Regions from separate parts of the Mus musculus genome. Here regions 1, 2, 4, 5 and 6 are each linked to region 3. The links are chromatin contacts, called in public ChIA-PET, Hi-C, HiChIP or PLAC-seq and promoter capture Hi-C maps. All regions are on one chromosome and are shown on one strand. The core of a region is the stretch at or near the end of the contact, and the rest is flanking DNA. Distances in the headings are between cores, read along the strand shown.

Region 1 (2,700 bases), core at 129-2,628, 660 kb after region 3:
ACTTCCCTCAGCCAGCATTACTGACGTTCTCCGACCTGTGCACATCTATGTTTGTGAGACCTGAGCTGTGAGGACCTGAAAGAACGGGGCAGACCACAGCCTAACGCTTTAGACAAGCTTACTTCAGAGTCAGTGGACTTCTATACACGAATGTAACAAAGAAAGCAGTGGCCCAGGGGAGGCTGTTGGAGTTCAGAAGAACATGATGAGACAAACATGTAAAGAAGCGTCAGTAAGCACATACCAAATATTGACAGAGCAGCGCTTTCCCAGCACTTTCTCAGGACAGAGCCATTGAAACACAATCGCCTGGCACATACTGGAGAGTATATCTGGGGAAAACATGAAAGCACAGCAGAAGGCCAGATCCAGATTCAGGGCACACTGACCGGATTGGGTTCTACAGCTATGATCCGACATCCAACAAGAATAAACATGCCTTATAAATTGAATGTAAATGTTTAGCACTGGAGGCACAAAAACACATCCAAAGAGCAAAATGCCCTCAAAGTAAAAGGCCCTCTGAGCTTTTTCCTGCCGCCTCTCTCACAGTTCCCCAAGGCATTGTTCCACATGGGTTACATTCCAAGTAGTTGTCTTTGTAACCACTGTGGTAGTTTGAATGGCACCCATAAGCTCATGTGTTTCAATGCCTGGTGCCCAGTTGGTGGAACTGTTTGAGAGGGATTACGAAGTGTGGCCTTGTTGGAGGAGGTGTGGCCTTGTTGGAAGAGGTGTGGCAGGGGCAGTGAGCCACTCTGTTTCCAGTTAGCTTTCTCTGCCTTCTGCCTGTGGATCAGAAGCTCTCACCTACTGCTCCAGCACCATGCCTGCCTGCTACTATGCTCCCCATTATGATGATAATGAACTCTAACCCTCTGGAAATGTAAGTCCTCTCCCCCCACCCCCCCACCCCCACAATTCCCCCTCAGATCTCCCCCCCCCCCCCCGCCCCTCGCCACAATGTTTTCTTTTCTAAGTTGCCTTGGTCATGGTGTCTCTTCACAGCAACAGAAAAGTAACTAAGACATCCATGGATAAGTGCAGTCCTCATCCCTCAACAAGGAAACTGTGAGTGTGTGTGTGTGTGTGTGTGTGTGTGTGTGTGTGAACTAAAGTAAAAGAGGCCATGAATTTAGAGAAACAAAGGGCAAGAGAGACAGGCAGACAAATAGAGACAGAAAGAACACTGTACCCACTGCGACCTTGAGCCCCTTTAGGCCTGGCCAGATCCAGAAAAGACCTACCTGGCCCCTGAGGGAGAGACAGCAAGAGAAGCAGGCTTACCCCTTGCCCTCCCATTTCTCACCCTGTGTGTTAGGAAACACTGTGGACCGCAGAAACCACAGGGGCTGCTTCCTTCCTGTGTCCTCTGAAGCTGGTCTGTCCCAACTGCTCTAGGTGGCACACAGCAGGTGACTAACTAGGGGTCCCATCCCCTTCCCCCCCAAGGCAGGGCGAAGGGGGAGGGTGATCCCCATCACTTGTGTCTTGTCAGAAAGTCGGGACAATGTGGCAGAGTGGAAGCCCCCAGTTGCCAGGCCCGTGGTGCACAGGCTGGGGCCTCATCAGGCCCACTGCCACCAATGCAGCAAGATCCTTGGGCAGAGGTTACACACGGGAGCATCCCAGCCCCTCCCACGGGCGAGCAGTCAGGACAAGCAGCAGTCTGAAAGCAGTGCACCTCCAACAGCTGAGCACAAAATGGACCAGGCCCGCCCTCCAGGATCCTCATGTCAAGGCAGGGGCAGACCAGGGTCAAGGGAAAAACACCTGCTTTCCTGGGTTGTAAATGCCAGAAAGGGAAGGCACGGGGTGGGTAGGGTGGAGAACATGGCCCAGACCCCTGTCTCTTCTCTCCATGTACAGACAAATTTACAACAGTTCTAAGAGGCCAGTGTCCACATCTGTCCCCAGAGTTCCTTCTGTGTATCCACTCGGATGCTATCTAGTCCAGGACGCTGAGTGCAAGGTACAGGGTATACAGCCTCTGGGCTACCAGCATGGCCGTCTGGCTGTGGAGCAGCTCAGCTGAGGAGGCCAAGCGCCTGCGGTGGACCTCAGGCTTGTACTGAGGTGCAGTGAGCACAGAGCTCCCTGGGAGGGGTTACACACAGATGGAGACAGGCACCCCAGCCTACCCTCCGTTCCCCTGCCAGCTGGTCCTGCTCGGTGGCTGTGCCTCCCTAGGGTGGGATGCTTGGCTCACACATAGTTCTCAGCACAAAGCACTCACACAGCAGATGGTACCCCAGCCCCAGTCAGGTCCTGCCTCCCTTTCACAGGAAAATGGGGGGCTGGCCAGGCAGATGCCCATCACGGCGCTTCCCCGGGCACTGTGACCTGAGGTCATGGCCACACCTGGCAGCTGGAGCGGCGGTGGGCTCCCGCTCCGCGCCTCTGTTCTGAGACTGCTGGCCTGCACAGCAGAACTGCCACTGTGTTCCTGGGGCCATGGGAGGAAAGAGCCAGCATGTGGCTGTCCTTTGTGCCTTCCATATGCATGGGACATCCCAGCAACATGGGGAGCAGAGTGTAGGGGGGCTTCCGGACCCAGAAGAAATGGCTCCCCAAGCCTCACAAGCCCAAAGGATCGTCACTCTTCCACATAGTCAATCTTTCTGTAGGTGTCTGCAGGCTCCCCCCACTGGGAAGGGAAAGGCCTCACTGAGGCTTCCTGGAAATCCCTGAATCTGAGCG
Region 2 (2,700 bases), core at 182-2,681, 850 kb before region 3:
CAATCCCCACAAGGCAAAACTAGAGCCTTGTTCCAAAATGTTGATACAAAGTTGCTTTTTCACACTCAGACAGATACAAGTTTAAGTGTTCTGTGGTCAAAAGCCACATCAGGGTTTGCAGAAGCATCCTTTCATGAACTTTCAAGGTGGCTACCACACCACAATACTGTAAGAAAGCGAGGAAACACACCCAGTACATCTGAGGGATGGTTCTTGCAGCTCCTGAGATTAGCGCTTCTAAAGGACAACCTTTTACAATGAGAAAGCTCAGAATATTTATCATCACCCTGAAGATCCCGGGACACCCCGGGACATTGCAATGGGAGCTGGAATGCCGCAGGGGGAAAAATTCCATATACAGTGAAAGACATAACATGACAATTAACCCCGTACTCCAAGGGCAGCGGTTCCCAAAGCCTGGAGCGCACAACTTCAGGAGGAACAAGGACACAAGTGTTTATTTTAATAGACAGGTATTTATTTTTTTTATGAGCGTTAGAGAAATAACTGGCTTTCCATTATACCGTTTGGGGTTCAAAATTTCCGCCTTAAACAAATGCATTTAAGGAGGGAGGGTCAGAGTCAGTTTAAAGAAAAACATTTAACATTTGGTATCTAGTACAGATGTAGGCGGACTTGTAAAGGTGCAGCGCGAGGGACGGAAGCTGGGGAGACGTGGTCCTAAGCAAAGCCCCTGACCCGCTACCGGGGTGCGGGAAGGGCCCTGGGAAGCCAGTAGGTTCCGGCGCCGTGTCCGTACGAACCTCCGGCACAATTTCTCTCGCCCGGTTCTCCGGGCCTAGGGTCCACGTCCATAGAATGGGCGAGCTGTCACACAAGTTGACATCTCGAGAATACGCCCAGGGCGACAGCGCTCCCTAGGCTGCTTGGCGCCTGGACACCGCCGCCGAGACCGGTATCCTGGACCCGGGTTCGAAGCCCTCCAGTGCCACTGACTCACAAGAGCTCCCCTCGCCCACCAAAGCCCCGGGCGAGCGACTTCACAGACTCTCGAGTGCAGGGCGTGCTCGATCCTACAAAGAAGCCTCAGCAGCTTGCGACCGAAACGGGCCGCGGTGCCCACCTCAGCGCACGGTCAGTCGCTCGCTCGCCTACTTGGGTCCGCCAGACTCGGGTCTGGGCCGGACCGGACCGGACCGGACCGGAGCCGGAGGCAGCCGCGCCCCGCTCCGGGGCATGCGCAGCCTCGCGCGTGCCCGGAGAGCAGGCCGCGCGTCGAACGGGCCCTCCCGCCTCAGCGTCCCCGTCGCCCCCCCAACCGCCTGCCCATCAGTACTACGCCTCGGCGGACGGCCACCGCTCCCCGGCACTCACCGCTACCGGCGTGGCCGCCTCCCCGCCGCTCCTCCGCCTCAGGCCCGCCGCTGCCGCCTCGGCCTCTGCCCACCTGCCCGCCGTAGGACAAAGGCGCCACCAACCGACTAGCGCGGGCACGAGGCAATGGCGGCCGGGGCGGAGTGTGGAGGTAGGGGCAGAGGGCGCGCACGCAGCGGCGGCCGCGGCAGTGTCGTAAAGAGCCTGCGGGTTTACGGCAGGGCTGAGCTGAGGCGTCCATCTCCTTGGCGACGGGGGCGAGGCGGTGGTTCTGGGGCGGCGGTTGAGAACGCCAGCGGTTGCCTAGTAACGGGGTCTCAGTGGAGGACCCGCTCCACGCCTGCGCCCCGCGCAGGACTGCTGTCTGGCTTTTCCCTTTTCCAGATCCCCTTTCCTCATCCATAACTGTGTAACAAGAACAAGTCCCCCAGTACTTTCATCCCTGTAAAACTTAAAGCCCCGAAAGGCCAAGCATTTGTAGATGGAAAATGTGCAGTGCCCAAACCTGATCACAAGGAACAAAGAGAGCAGAGAGGTGAAGAAAAAGCTGGGTTTAAATTTGCATTTAAATACATTGTGGATCCTATTAGTTGCCTAGCTGTCTCTAGGAGCCAAGAGGCTCCTGGAGATATATTACGGTTTTTTTCTTGAGATATTTCTTTGAGAAATATTCAAGGTCAAAAATTGACTTCAACGTTACTGTCGACCACGAAGCATGTAAAAAAGGTGTGGGTCCCCCCTCCCCCCTTTTAATCTAGAGTTTGTCACAGGGACTGGAATTTACAGTTGTAAATGCTCTCCATGAATCAAAGCTCCGGCTACATGAATCGCCTCGTGCCTCAAATGCCGTAGGGCCTCGTCTTCCTCCTGAACAATACAGGCCAACTAAACTGGTGACTGTGGGATTTGAACACTGTGAGAAGCCCAGTTTCTTTAAACATCGGATCCTATATTCATTCTGCTAGTTGACTCACTGTTTCTTGTACATTTGCTACAAAGACCTCAAAGCGTGGCTGGTAAGGTGATTCTGGGGACAAAAGTGTGTGCTGCCTAGTCTGATGACCTGAGTTCAACCCCATGTACACACACACACACACACACACAGACACAGACACACACACACACACACACACACGCACGCATTAAAACACAAAAGCCATCTGGTATGTCACTGTATATATATATATATATTTGTTTGTATTTCGAGACAGGGTTTCTCTGTGTAGCCTTGGGAACTCACTCTGTAGACCAGGCTGGCCTCGAACTCAGAAATTCGCCTGCCTCTGCCTCCCAAGTGCTGGGATTAAAGGCGTGTGCCACGACGCCCGGTATCACTATACATATTTAATAACAACACTCGGGAGA
Region 3 (2,700 bases), core at 152-2,651:
CAGTTACATGGTATTATTAAAAACACACACCACCACCACCACCACCACCACTACAACAACCACAACAACACAACCCAGCAACTGGATATGGGATGCTGTCATGAGCCTCAGGTATGTATGAGCCATGTCCCCTGCACTGTATCACAGAAGACAGAAGATGATAGAATGTTTGAAAAGGGGGGAGGGAGACAAGGATAAAAGAGACATTAGCCCATGGAAAAATCATGCAAGAAGTATAAAACTAAAGGAGTCAGAGTCTTCACAGATCTCTTTTTTTCCCCCCTTCAGGATGTTATTCAAAATCTCTCCCCATCCCCACTCCCACCCCACCCACCCCCAACCCCCCAGGCACCAAGCCTACTCCAAAAACTCCCTCAGAGGCTAGGAAACACTTTCAGAACCATTTGCTGGCTGTAGGCTGACTTGAAGAACATTCTGTACCAAGCTAAGTCGGGGGGAGGAAAAAAAAACCCTGAACAATGTTGCTGCGAGTGCGAAGCTCTGGAGAGGAAGAGATGACAGTCCACACGCCACCACCCACCTAGGCCCAGGAACCAGCCTGGGTCCCTGAGTACTGTTCTTGTTCAGGCCTGACTTCTGGTGCAAACACGCATCCTCTCTTGTCAGAACTTAGCCCAGCCTTTCCCAGAACCGCTCTGGAGAAGCAAGCTGGCTTGCTCTGCTCTCTGCCACAGGCAGTCCTGAACTGTGCTGGGAGAAGACCTTCTGGCTTCTGGCTTACCTTCCATTTTCTTCCCCCAGCAGGCATGTGACACACAGCGGCCGACAGTGCAGGGGGAGGACTGTTCAGAGAGAGAGGGAGAGGGGGGAGAGGAAGGGAGGGAAAAATAAAATAAAAGAAGGGGGGATAATAGCTTCTCTTTTGGCATACCAGGATCTAGCTTCAAACTAGTCCAGAAATTCTTTGTCCTGGTCAAAATAAAGGTATTCCAAGCCCTCACCAGTCTGTAAAATCAAGCTATGGCTAATGGCTACTTAGCCATGTGACCCAAAAAGGAAAAAAAAAATCTCTCTAAACAGTCCCAAGTTACCCTAAGTGCTCTGGGGGGGGAAGTGTGGCAGAGCCAGGCTACAGAGAAATCACACTGCTAGTCCACGACTCGATGACTCGGAGGGAGGGGGGAAAAGATGGTTAAAAAGCCGAGCTTACCTCTGTGGATGCATTGTTAACTGTGTAATGTCAATACTTATAAAACATGGAGGACAGGCTCCTAGTTCTCACAGAAAAAGGGTTTGGCACTTCGGCTGATGATCTGGCCGCCTAATAAAAGCTCATCCCCGATTGGCTGCCCCGGCCAATCGGAGTGTAAAGCCGCCGCCGATTGGCTGAAACACTTCCTGAGCGATTATCTTTGTGAGGCTCGGGTGAGCAAGAGCCATCCTGTGCATAGAAAAAGACAGGCTAAGCTAGGCCTTCTGCAGGAGGGAAAACTTGGGACAGGGGCCTCCACAAGCACTTCTCCCACCCCCTGGCTCGATCCCCCAGGCCAGGCAAACCCGTGCAGCCAGCCTGACCTGCTCCAGCAAAGCCTGAAGCCAGCGCGCCACTGGGAAGGGCCCTTTTGGGGTGGGCTGGCTGACCCATCCACGCCTGCCCCCACACACAAGTCCTTCTCTAAGAAGGCGAGCAGGCCGTTTTATAGAACAAGCCAGCTTGAGTGGGTCTCAAAGGACAAAGTCGAGCTTAGGGGTGGAGAGAGCCCCAGGGAGGCAGAAGCAATAGGGACAAGGCCAGACGCAGGCCTCTGAGGGGGGCGGGGGGGGGGGGCGCGCGCGGGGAGTGAGACAGGCAGCCCGAGGGAGCCCCAACAAATCAGCAAGGGGCACCCAGGTTCCAGGGAGCTGAGAGGTGCAGCTTGCTGTGAGGTGGAGCGATCAAGTTTGCCTAGTCATGGTCAAAGTGGCTCTTGGAAAAAAGGCAGGCCCACAGAGCCATTTGCAAAACTGGGAGACCTCTAACCTCTCACCGCCACCCCTCAGCCGATCCTCAAAGACAAACCAAAAAGGGCTCTGTCAGGATGGCAAGGGAGATACCCTCTCCAGGCTTACCCTAAGAAAAGCCAAATGCGTTGCTAGCAGGCCACATGCCTCCATTTAAGTCTTCCCTCCCTCTGCTCCCTCCCCCCACCGATGAGGCCTGCTAAACCTGTCAGTTAAACAAAAATCTGACTTCCGTCTTAGTCTGTGATGCCTTCAGCTTCCTGCCTGTTAACCCTCTCTGGGACTCTGGGCCTCGCTGGGAAAAACTAGGCCCTGAGATTGTAGAAAAGGGCCTGTGGAAAAATACCAGCTGCAGCTCTCCGGGCAGATGCAGAGAGAGAGAGAGAGGGAGCTAGCTAGCTGCTGTCTCGCTTCTGCTTCCCAAGGAGGCGTGGACCTTGTGAATCCAGGGCATACAGGCAGTGCCTCTCAGTCAGAGAAGCCATTTAAATCCAGAGGGACAGAGAAAGATGTCAAACCGGGCCAGGAAACAAGCCCGTCCATTATAGTCAGGCCTACACACCCACAGGTTGGCCCTTTCTGCCACAATCGCCCCTGTATGTGTGTTCTGGGGGGAAACTGGGCCCTGTTTGGTGGGCAGACAAATCCCCTGGGCTTCGTAAGGCTTCTTGCTTCAATTTATTTCCACAGAGAACTGCTTCTTTTCGTCCCCTAAGGCAGATGGAAGGGCAATTTCAC
Region 4 (2,700 bases), core at 87-2,586, 940 kb before region 3:
ACATATGGGATAGCAATATATAGGAGAGTTTTGTAGAGAGCGTATCACAACGTCCAACACAATAAATCAAAAAAGTGAATGATCACTGCGGCCTGGAGGTGAAATGCCTTGCCCAAGGTGGTTGGGAAATGACGAGGTTGGGAAATGGTAGACCCAGAACTGCAATTCAGTGCTGGAGCTCACCAGTGAGAAGCATCTAAGAGAAGCTTGGGAGAACACCCAGCTCTCTCTCTCCGGCTCACAGGTCTGTTCGTTGGGAAGCACATGAAGGTCTGGGCACACAGGAGGCTTAGTCAGAACAGCTTGCTGAAGACAGATCAAGGCCCTGCTCCACCATGGTGGCAGGCGAGGAGGATGGAAGGCCGGGGGCTGCCGGCTGTTGGCAAGACTGTGCCAAAGCTTTCCTGAGTGGAGCAGGGCAGGGCTGGAGGAGGGGAAGGGTCCATGACGATCTCACAGCTCGGGAGAGGAAGGTGTTTGCCCCATCCAGGTCACCCCAAGGCTTAGAGCCAAGACCCCAGTCTCCTAATTTCCAATCACAAACCTGACACCATCAACTGAGGTCTCGTGAACACTGCTGAAAGTGGTTTTTCTGTGTTTCGAGAGTCTCATTTTATCCTCAGATCAATATAGGGACAAAGGCTTGAGCGACAAAGGGTCTGTTTTTGTTCTTTAAACAGAAGAGGAAGGATAGTGCTAGCCTGAGAAGGATGAAGCTTCTGCTTGCTCCCACATGTGTGTGTCCCCCCGCCCCCCAGGCTCATCTTTCCTTCCCCAAGGAGTCAGCCTGCTGGAGCTAGGGGTTTGCCCCATGGAATTCCCCAAATCCTGCCTCAAAGAGCCTGCTCCCAGAGGCCAGGAGAGGAAGCTGAGTCAAAGACTCTATCAGGGGGCGGGGATGAGAGGATAGAACCTACAGTGTGGGGATGGGCTCCAGGCTGCACTCTGGCCAGGGAGGGGGTGTCTCAGAAGCCCAAGGAAGAGGGGTCTCGGGCCTCAGGTCTCCCAGTCTTTTACTGGGCTGATCAGTCAGGGCCGTCAGACCTAGGGCTAGGTGAATGCCCCATCCTGCACACCCTCCTTCCCTTTCCCACAAAGTCTGCAGTTTGCAGAAACTAAACCCTGAGTTCTGTGGTTTCCTGTGGGTCTGGGGGTCCTGCCTGACTTGGCAATGGGGGACTGTGGGCAGGGCATAAGGGAGGGGGTAGTGTAAACACACACACACACACACACACACACACACACACACACACACACACACACACGCTGAGTCAGCATAAGCCTGGAGGGGAGGGGCGGGGTCACTGATTCCGTTTTACTGCCTCTTTAAAATCTCTGCAAAGGCAGCGTTAGCCAGAAGCTGCGGTCCTCACCATGAGTCCCTGGCAGCCCCTGCTCCTGGCTCTCCTGGCTTTCGGCTGCAGCTCTGCTGCCCCTTACCAGCGCCAGCCGACTTTTGTGGTCTTCCCCAAAGACCTGAAAACCTCCAACCTCACGGACACCCAGCTGGCAGAGGTAGACAGATGGCTCGGTGGATAGCTGAGAAGGGCTGGTCAGGAAGATGTCCCCCTCTCCCAAGGAATGGGGCCTCAGATATGCTTTCTGGATTTGGGGGTGATGGGCATGTCTGCCAGGGTTAGGCAGTAGGGGGTAGGTGGTCTGGAGGCTCTGGGCAGATTCGGGTCTGTTGGAGGGACAGATTGGGTTCGGCTTCGAAGGGTTGTGACATGGCGCAGGTTGGCAGTGAACAGTTAAACTCTAGTGGGGCTGAGGGGTAGGCATGGTTTATATCATCTGAGGTCGAGGTGTGATGCTGTCCTCAGGATAGGGGAATTCTAGCTGTGTAGGAAGAACTGGTGTCCTGGCCGTAGAGTCCCTAAGCATGTGGCCCAGAGGTCCAGAGCCAAGGTGCCAGAACTCTGTGATGTCTCTGCCCCTTCCTCCATCCACAGGCATACTTGTACCGCTATGGTTACACCCGGGCCGCCCAGATGATGGGAGAGAAGCAGTCTCTACGGCCGGCTTTGCTGATGCTTCAGAAGCAGCTCTCCCTGCCCCAGACTGGTGAGCTGGACAGCCAGACACTAAAGGCCATTCGAACACCACGCTGTGGTGTCCCAGACGTGGGTCGATTCCAAACCTTCAAAGGCCTCAAGTGGGACCATCATAACATCACATACTGGTGAGATGTCGGGCTAGAAGCAGGTGCCTGGGTGGGACTGGAGGCCAGTTTGCACCTCCGGTTAGCTGAACACAAGGGATCCTTAGCAATACAAGTTCCGAGAGAGGCTGCAGCCCTGTGTGTTTTGAAGCGATCGTGGTGTAGCTGCTGCCCCGCCCACCCCCATTTGTAATCCGTGCATGCCCGATCCCCCATCGACGCTGGCTTTTCACCTCCAGGATCCAAAACTACTCTGAAGACTTGCCGCGAGACATGATCGATGACGCCTTCGCGCGCGCCTTCGCGGTGTGGGGCGAGGTGGCACCCCTCACCTTCACCCGCGTGTACGGACCCGAAGCGGACATTGTCATCCAGTTTGGTGTCGCGGGTGAGAATTCCCGGGCTGGGCAGGCTATGGGAGGGACGACCACGGACAGAGTAGAAGGGACAGCAGATCTGTCCGCTCTTATGCCTGCCCCACAATCCCTAGTCGCTGCTTCCACAAATGACCTCCCCCAACCCCCAGCGGCTTTGGAGTC
Region 5 (2,700 bases), core at 89-2,588, 860 kb after region 3:
CAAGAATAAAAATTGGGAAATATGGTGGGTGATTGTTTTTGTTTTAAATGAAGTTTCTCAGGTCAATGAAGTGTGGTGTCGTGGGACTGGACTCACTGCGCTGGGAAGGCAAAGGGAGAGATAGAAGTCCAAAAACATTTTCAACCACACAAGGAGTTAGAGGCCAGCCTGGGCTACATAGGACCCTGTCTTTAAAAGTGTGTGTGTGTGTGTGTGAGAGAGAGAGAGAGAGAGAGAGAGAGAGAAGAGCCTTGTGGGTGACTCTGTTTGCACTGTCCCTAGAGCCCAGTGCCAGAGCCCTCATGTCTTCACCACTGTCTCTGAGGTGAGACAGGACCCATGAGTGAGACTGAAGGTAGCCAGACATCCTCATCCCAGTGCCTAGGTGACTCTTGGAGTCACCTGCCATTTCCTGTCACTTTCCTTGGTGTGATCTTTCTTAGACTCGGGCAACTGAAGCCTTCCTGATATACACATTTATTGAGCACCTACTGTGTACCCCTGCCATGGTACAGCTATAACTTAACTCTCTAGTTCAAATGAGAATAAAAATTAGGAAATATGGGTGATTTTTTAAATGAATTTTCGCAATCCAACGAAGTTGCTTATGGTAGAAATAAAACCAAAACCAATGTGCACTTTTCCTGCTGGCAGGTTTCAATACAAGCCATGACTCTCCCCCCCCCCAAACTCTAAGAATTGCCCCCTGAAGAACCCAATGAGCTTGCTTGGCTCCCACCCATTAGGTTGACTGCCACAAAAGCCAGCAGCACTGGGGGCGGGTAGTTTAGTATCACACTAGCTTGCCATACAGGAAGCCCTGGGTTCTGTCTCCAAGAACTCAAGGGGAACATTGCCTCGAGAAAACCCCAGAGCACAGAGTGGAGGAACAGGAACCTTCATGCACTGTTGGAGGGGGGACAGGGTGGGGGTAGGGCAAGGCCATGCAGCTGCAGAGCCAAACGGCAGGAGAGGCCCTCAGAAACTTAAAAATAGAGCTGATTTGGCAATGCACGCACATATACAACACACTCGCACACGCACATACATGACAGACACGCATGCATACACACAACACGCATGCATGCGTGCACACACACACACACACACACACACACACACACACCTGGATTTTGCATACCCATGGGAACTGAGAGCAGGCGTCTGAGCAAAGATTTGGACCCTAGTGTTGAAAGCAGAGGCAAAGAGTAGACACCGCCCAAGGGTCCATCAACAAAGTGGGGTGCTGAACCTAAGAGGGAATATTAGCCATCCTTGAAAAGGAAAGGAGCTCCTCACACAGGCTTACAGTGTGGATAGAGCAGCAGGCACAGTGTTAAGTGAAACAATTCAGTCACAGGCAGCGGATGACATGCAGACTCGGCTGGAGACCAACAGCCAGGGCTTGGAGTTAATAAGTAGAATTCTGGTTTTGATGAGGTATTCCAGGAGTAGAAGACAGAGAGAAAGCTCTGGACAGTGCTGCCCAACACCTAATGTCGTTGGATGCTTGTAGTCTCCCCTCCCCCAGCCTGAAACCTGCTTGCTCAGGGGTGGAGCTTCCCGCTCAATCATTCTGCCACGCCCACTGCTGGAACGTGCTGCTTTGCTGTTTGGAGCCATCACGTGATCACCCTGCTACTGGACTCCAAGATTATTTGGCGGGAATTGGGCCCCTCCCCCTTCCTTCTTAACGGAGTGCCGAAATAGTAAAAATTAAACCTTGAGCAGAGACTTTTGTCTTGGTTCCTTCCTTATCTCGCGCAGCCCAGCCCCTCTTCTCTTCCAGGTTTCCAAAATGCCTTTCCAGACTAGAACCCAGGTTGTGATCTACTGGCCAGACACAACAGATGCTAACTTTAAAGTGGTAGTATTGGGAGACGGCTTAGTGGGCAAACTGCTTGCCTTGTAAGTGCGAGGGTCCCAGAGCTCACGTAAAAGGTGAGTGCAGAAATGGATGTCTGTAAGCCCAGTGCTGAAAGGCAGAGGCAGGCAGGTCTCCTGTGCTCTGACCAGCAGCCTGGTGGAATCAGAGAGGTCTTGATTCAGTGGGAGACCCTGTCTCAAAAAGTTAGGTGGGCGATGGTGGCACACACCTTTAATCCCAGCACTTGGGAGGCAGAGGGAGGCGGATCTCCGAGTTCGAGGCCAGCTTGGTCTATAAAGTGAGTTCCAGGACAGCCAGGACTACACAGAGAAACCCTGTCTCAAACCCAAAACCAAAAATATACTAAGGTGGAAAGTTGGGAGAGACACCTGGTGTAGACTCTGGCCTCCATGCATGTACACACATAGTCACACATGCACACACATGCCACATACACACCACATACATGCCTCACAAATACACAAATTAAAAATAAAGATTGACAAAAGAATGAGGTGGATTGTTTAAAATTCAAAACAAAACGTGGTCATCATGCCTCTTCTCGAGTCCGCCGAGCCAATCTCCCTTTCTGACAGGACCTGGCTGAGGTCCCTGCAGTCACACCTGGTTCCCTCCGGTGCTCACATTCACACTCTCAGAGCAGCCTTCTATGAGAGTTCAGTGAGGATGCTAGTCCCCAGAACACCACCATAATAATGGGAGGGGTATGTGTGTGTGTTTGTGTGTGTGCACATGTGTGCACATGTGTGCGCATGTGTGTGTACATGTGTACAATTGCATGCACATGTGCTTGCAAGGGATTGGGGGTTTGG
Region 6 (2,700 bases), core at 137-2,636, 510 kb after region 3:
CATGTGCAGTACCCCCACACGGACATATGTGCACACATATAATTAACAATAATAAAAATAAATCCTTTTAAAAGATTTACATACAAAAGAAGCTGGTTTGAAGAGAAAGACTAGAAGCCCTCCATCACCCAGGCTTCAAGTCGCAAACAGGGCATGTACAAGGAAAACCCAGGCTATACAGATGTGGGAGAGGTGGGTGCTATGTGAATGCCTTCTAAGTGTCCCCTGCCTCCAACCCAGTGCTTCTGGCTTTCCCCTCTGCTCAATAGCCCATTCCTATTCTTGGAAGTCCATTTCCCTTGCTCAGTGATCTTGCTTCTTGGCTCACCTTTATTTCTGTTTCTCACCATATGTGCCCAGTGTAGTCCTTTGTCTTGAGACACGAGAACCTAGATGGTTCACCAGAGAGTCAGGCTCGTACCTGTTACAGTGTGTTACCAAGCTTTTCCCTTCCAAGTCTCAGGCTCTCCTCAAAGCTGCTGCTGCTGTTGCTGCTGCTGCTGCCGCCGCCGCCGCCATTGCTCCTGCCTCTGGGAGGCACCTCTTCCTGCCAGCCCCACTCCCTGTCCCCAGGTGCCTGTCCTTACTACGTCACCTGTGCAAATGTGTCACATCCACCTCAGGGCAGATGGCACGAGCCACTGTCAAGCAGTGCATCTTTTGCTTAGTGTGTGTTGTAGGTTAAGCCGTCTCACAGAGTCGGGTAAGCATCCCATGACCTCATTTGCTCGCCCATGAGCTCCCCAGTGTCCCAAGCAATGCTGAGCTGGATTCATTTGCCTAAAGGCGTCCAGATGTATGTCAGCACTCCATTCCCCACAAAACCCAGTTGAGAAGCACGGCCTTTGGGAGTAGTTAAGTCACGAGACCATGCCTTGATGGAAAGTGGCCCTCAGCGAACGCCAGCTCTTCCAGAACCTTGACCTCAATCTTCTCAGACCTAGAAACCTAAGAAATAATCCTATTGTCATTTGTCCACTCTGGGGTGTAGCACTGAAGCTACCAAGGCTCATTAAATATGGCTGAAGTGGGATCCAGGATGCAGCAGGACAGAGGAAGGAGGACTAGGGAAGAGAAGTGAGGATCCACCTTAGTGGCCAAGGACAGAGCGAGCTCTGACCTGATCTGCCAGGCCTGACCCAGACTCTGAAGAAGCGGAGGCAACCCCAGCCGCTGCAGTGAGCGCCCCAAGAAGCCAACAGCTGTGGGCTCACTGAAAAATCTCACTTAAGCCTCTTCCTTTTCCATCCCGCTATCCTTGGAGTCAATCAGCCTTGTGCATCCTTGTCCCTGGCTCTGGGTCTGTGCTCTGACCAGTCCCCTGTGCTCGCCTGCCCAGCACACTGGGCTTCAGAGAGCTTGCTTAATCCACTTCTAAACTGTACATTTAAACAAACCTCTGGACTGATGCAGGCAGCTGTGCGTGACCAGCACACGGAGAGCCTCACCCTGGAGCATTAACCCCATTTATTAAAACTGCTGTAACTACCAGGATTTCAGCATCTCTAACTCAGAAACATGTGTCCTGGGCCCCTCCTCCCGGCCCCAGCTCTGATGCTGAAGGACAGCTAGGGTGGGAGGGAGGGAGGTAGGGAGGTGGGAGGCAGGAACTGCCCTGCCTGGGTTAAATATTTAAGAGGAGGCTGGCTAGCCAGCCAACCAAAATGTGCTTTCCCCAGCGTCAGCCTGGGGGTGGTGAGGGTGCAGAAAAAGCAGATCTAGTTTCTTTCCATGACTAAACCTCCCCACAGCAAAGGGCCGAGGCTGAGGTCATCCTGACACCTTTCTCTGTGACTTCAGTGGCTCATCCAGCCCCTGACTGATGACATTTAAGTTCCAGGCCCAGCCCATGCATCCTGCTGGGACAACATTTTCCAGGCACTTCACACTCACGCTGAAGCTCTGGGCGATCTCCTGGGCCAGCTCCAGGAACCTGCTATGCAATTATTTGGCTAGTCTTTTAAAACTGGCCTGCCTTGGGCCTGGTTAAAGTTGGTAAAGTTTTCACCTCAGAAGCATGAGGGCCTGAGTCCAATCCTCCAGCACCCAGGCAAGGTGACATACATCTGTCACCACAGTGCTGGGGTGTGGGTGACCGATTAGCTCCCAGGCCAGCTACTCATACCAAGTTCTGGAGCTCCTGACAACACCCCCTCATCATGCCTCAGCCACCAATTCTGAGCAGACACAGCCTCAGCCTCTGGGAAGCAGCAGACTCATCTCCCTATATGGGTGCAGGTGCCTAGTGCGTGTCCCTCCTGCCTCAGGGTGTCAGCCATGAGGTTGGGGGAAGGGACCTTTCTCACAGCACCTGGGTGACAAGGATGCTTCTTGTGGCACTCAGAGGGAGCCGAAGTGTGGGCTGCACCCACACCTCTATCAAACGTGGGAGTGGTAAACGCAAGCTTGGTCACTCTGAAAACAGGGTCAAGCTGGGTGTCTGTCATAGTTTCTGAGCCCAGCTCCTTGGGTCCTGAAGGTGCCACGAGCTTAGCCAGGCAGAACACTGACAGGCAGGCAGGCAGACAGCACAAACTAGTATTTTTTGTTTTGTTTTGTTTTCTTCTTGGTTAGCTACCAACTCTTCTGTTTTGTTTTGTAATCAATAGATTTTTGCTTCTGGCTCTTCTCAAAACATCAGAGGACCTGTTCACATTGTGCCCCCTTCCTCCATGTAGGGAAAGACACCCTGACTCTTGC

Evidence for each region. Promoter capture Hi-C pulls out the DNA fragments that hold promoters and counts their contacts. Hi-C and Micro-C count contacts between places; a contact is called where the count stands out from the background. ChIA-PET counts read pairs in DNA pulled down with a chosen protein or histone mark. HiChIP or PLAC-seq counts read pairs in DNA pulled down with a chosen protein or histone mark.
Region 1: a contact with region 3 is called in an RNA polymerase II ChIA-PET map of memory CD8 T cells, with 9 read pairs. The contact joins the enhancer-like site here to the promoter of Zmynd8 in region 3. A contact is called at or near these places in 1 of 39 promoter capture datasets (cranial neural crest), 1 of 484 Hi-C or Micro-C datasets (natural killer cells), 7 of 115 datasets of contacts at active chromatin or transcription factors (bone marrow-derived macrophages, embryonic stem cells, forebrain and 3 more) and 2 of 9 other capture datasets (adipose tissue and liver).
Region 2: a contact with region 3 is called in an H3K4me3 HiChIP or PLAC-seq map of bone marrow-derived macrophages, with 4 times the contacts expected there. The contact joins the promoter of Ncoa5 here to the promoter of Zmynd8 in region 3. A contact is called at or near these places in 1 of 39 promoter capture datasets (liver) and 1 of 115 datasets of contacts at active chromatin or transcription factors (bone marrow-derived macrophages).
Region 4: a contact with region 3 is called in a promoter capture Hi-C map of stem cell-derived epiblast-like cells, with 2.7 times the contacts expected there. The contact joins the promoter of Mmp9 here to the promoter of Zmynd8 in region 3. A contact is called at or near these places in 2 of 39 promoter capture datasets (hippocampal neurons and stem cell-derived epiblast-like cells).
Region 5: an H3K27ac HiChIP or PLAC-seq map of embryonic stem cells shows a contact between it and region 3, with 2.7 times the contacts expected there. The contact joins the enhancer-like site here to the promoter of Zmynd8 in region 3. A contact is called at or near these places in 1 of 39 promoter capture datasets (cranial neural crest) and 5 of 115 datasets of contacts at active chromatin or transcription factors (SST interneurons, embryonic stem cells, epiblast stem cells and 2 more).
Region 6: a contact with region 3 is called in a Hi-C map of rod photoreceptor, with 4 times the contacts expected there. The contact joins the enhancer-like site here to the promoter of Zmynd8 in region 3. A contact is called at or near these places in 1 of 39 promoter capture datasets (pre-B cells), 1 of 484 Hi-C or Micro-C datasets (rod photoreceptor), 1 of 115 datasets of contacts at active chromatin or transcription factors (large pre-B cells) and 1 of 9 other capture datasets (liver).

Annotation. Positions count from the first base shown.
Region 1 is chr2:166,547,898-166,550,597 of GRCm38.p6, forward strand. No RefSeq gene overlaps it. Among named protein-coding and RNA genes, the nearest start is that of Gm29679, 15 kb to the right of the region's middle. Within about 2 kb of position 1,379, at least 78 of the 459 cell types and tissues checked have an H3K27ac peak or open chromatin away from gene starts, as enhancers often do. A contact at or near this core is called in bone marrow-derived macrophages and memory CD8 T cells, where this site is marked.
Region 2 is chr2:165,033,348-165,036,047 of GRCm38.p6, forward strand. Ncoa5 (nuclear receptor coactivator 5) reads right to left here and starts at 1,432. Exons shown (of 8, transcript NM_144892.1): 1 at 1,336-1,432.
Region 3 is chr2:165,883,437-165,886,136 of GRCm38.p6, forward strand. It overlaps Zmynd8 (zinc finger, MYND-type containing 8), which reads right to left and starts at 1,402. Exons shown (of 23, transcript NM_001363020.1): 1 at 1,172-1,402. The coding sequence starts at 1,185. 1810021M19Rik (a long non-coding RNA gene) reads left to right here and starts at 2,293. Exons shown (of 3, transcript XR_866948.2): 1 at 2,293-2,700.
Region 4 is chr2:164,946,883-164,949,582 of GRCm38.p6, forward strand. Mmp9 (matrix metallopeptidase 9) reads left to right here and starts at 1,337. Exons shown (of 13, transcript NM_013599.4): 1 at 1,337-1,515; 2 at 1,953-2,182; 3 at 2,401-2,549. The coding sequence starts at 1,375.
Region 5 is chr2:166,745,118-166,747,817 of GRCm38.p6, forward strand. No RefSeq gene overlaps it. Among named protein-coding and RNA genes, the nearest start is that of Gm31117, 20 kb to the right of the region's middle. Within about 2 kb of position 1,339, at least 80 of the 459 cell types and tissues checked have an H3K27ac peak or open chromatin away from gene starts, as enhancers often do. A contact at or near this core is called in embryonic stem cells and trophoblast stem cells, where this site is marked.
Region 6 is chr2:166,397,600-166,400,299 of GRCm38.p6, forward strand. No RefSeq gene overlaps it. Among named protein-coding and RNA genes, the nearest start is that of Gm30796, 6.0 kb to the right of the region's middle. Within about 2 kb of position 1,387, at least 108 of the 459 cell types and tissues checked have an H3K27ac peak or open chromatin away from gene starts, as enhancers often do. A contact at or near this core is called in rod photoreceptor, where this site is marked.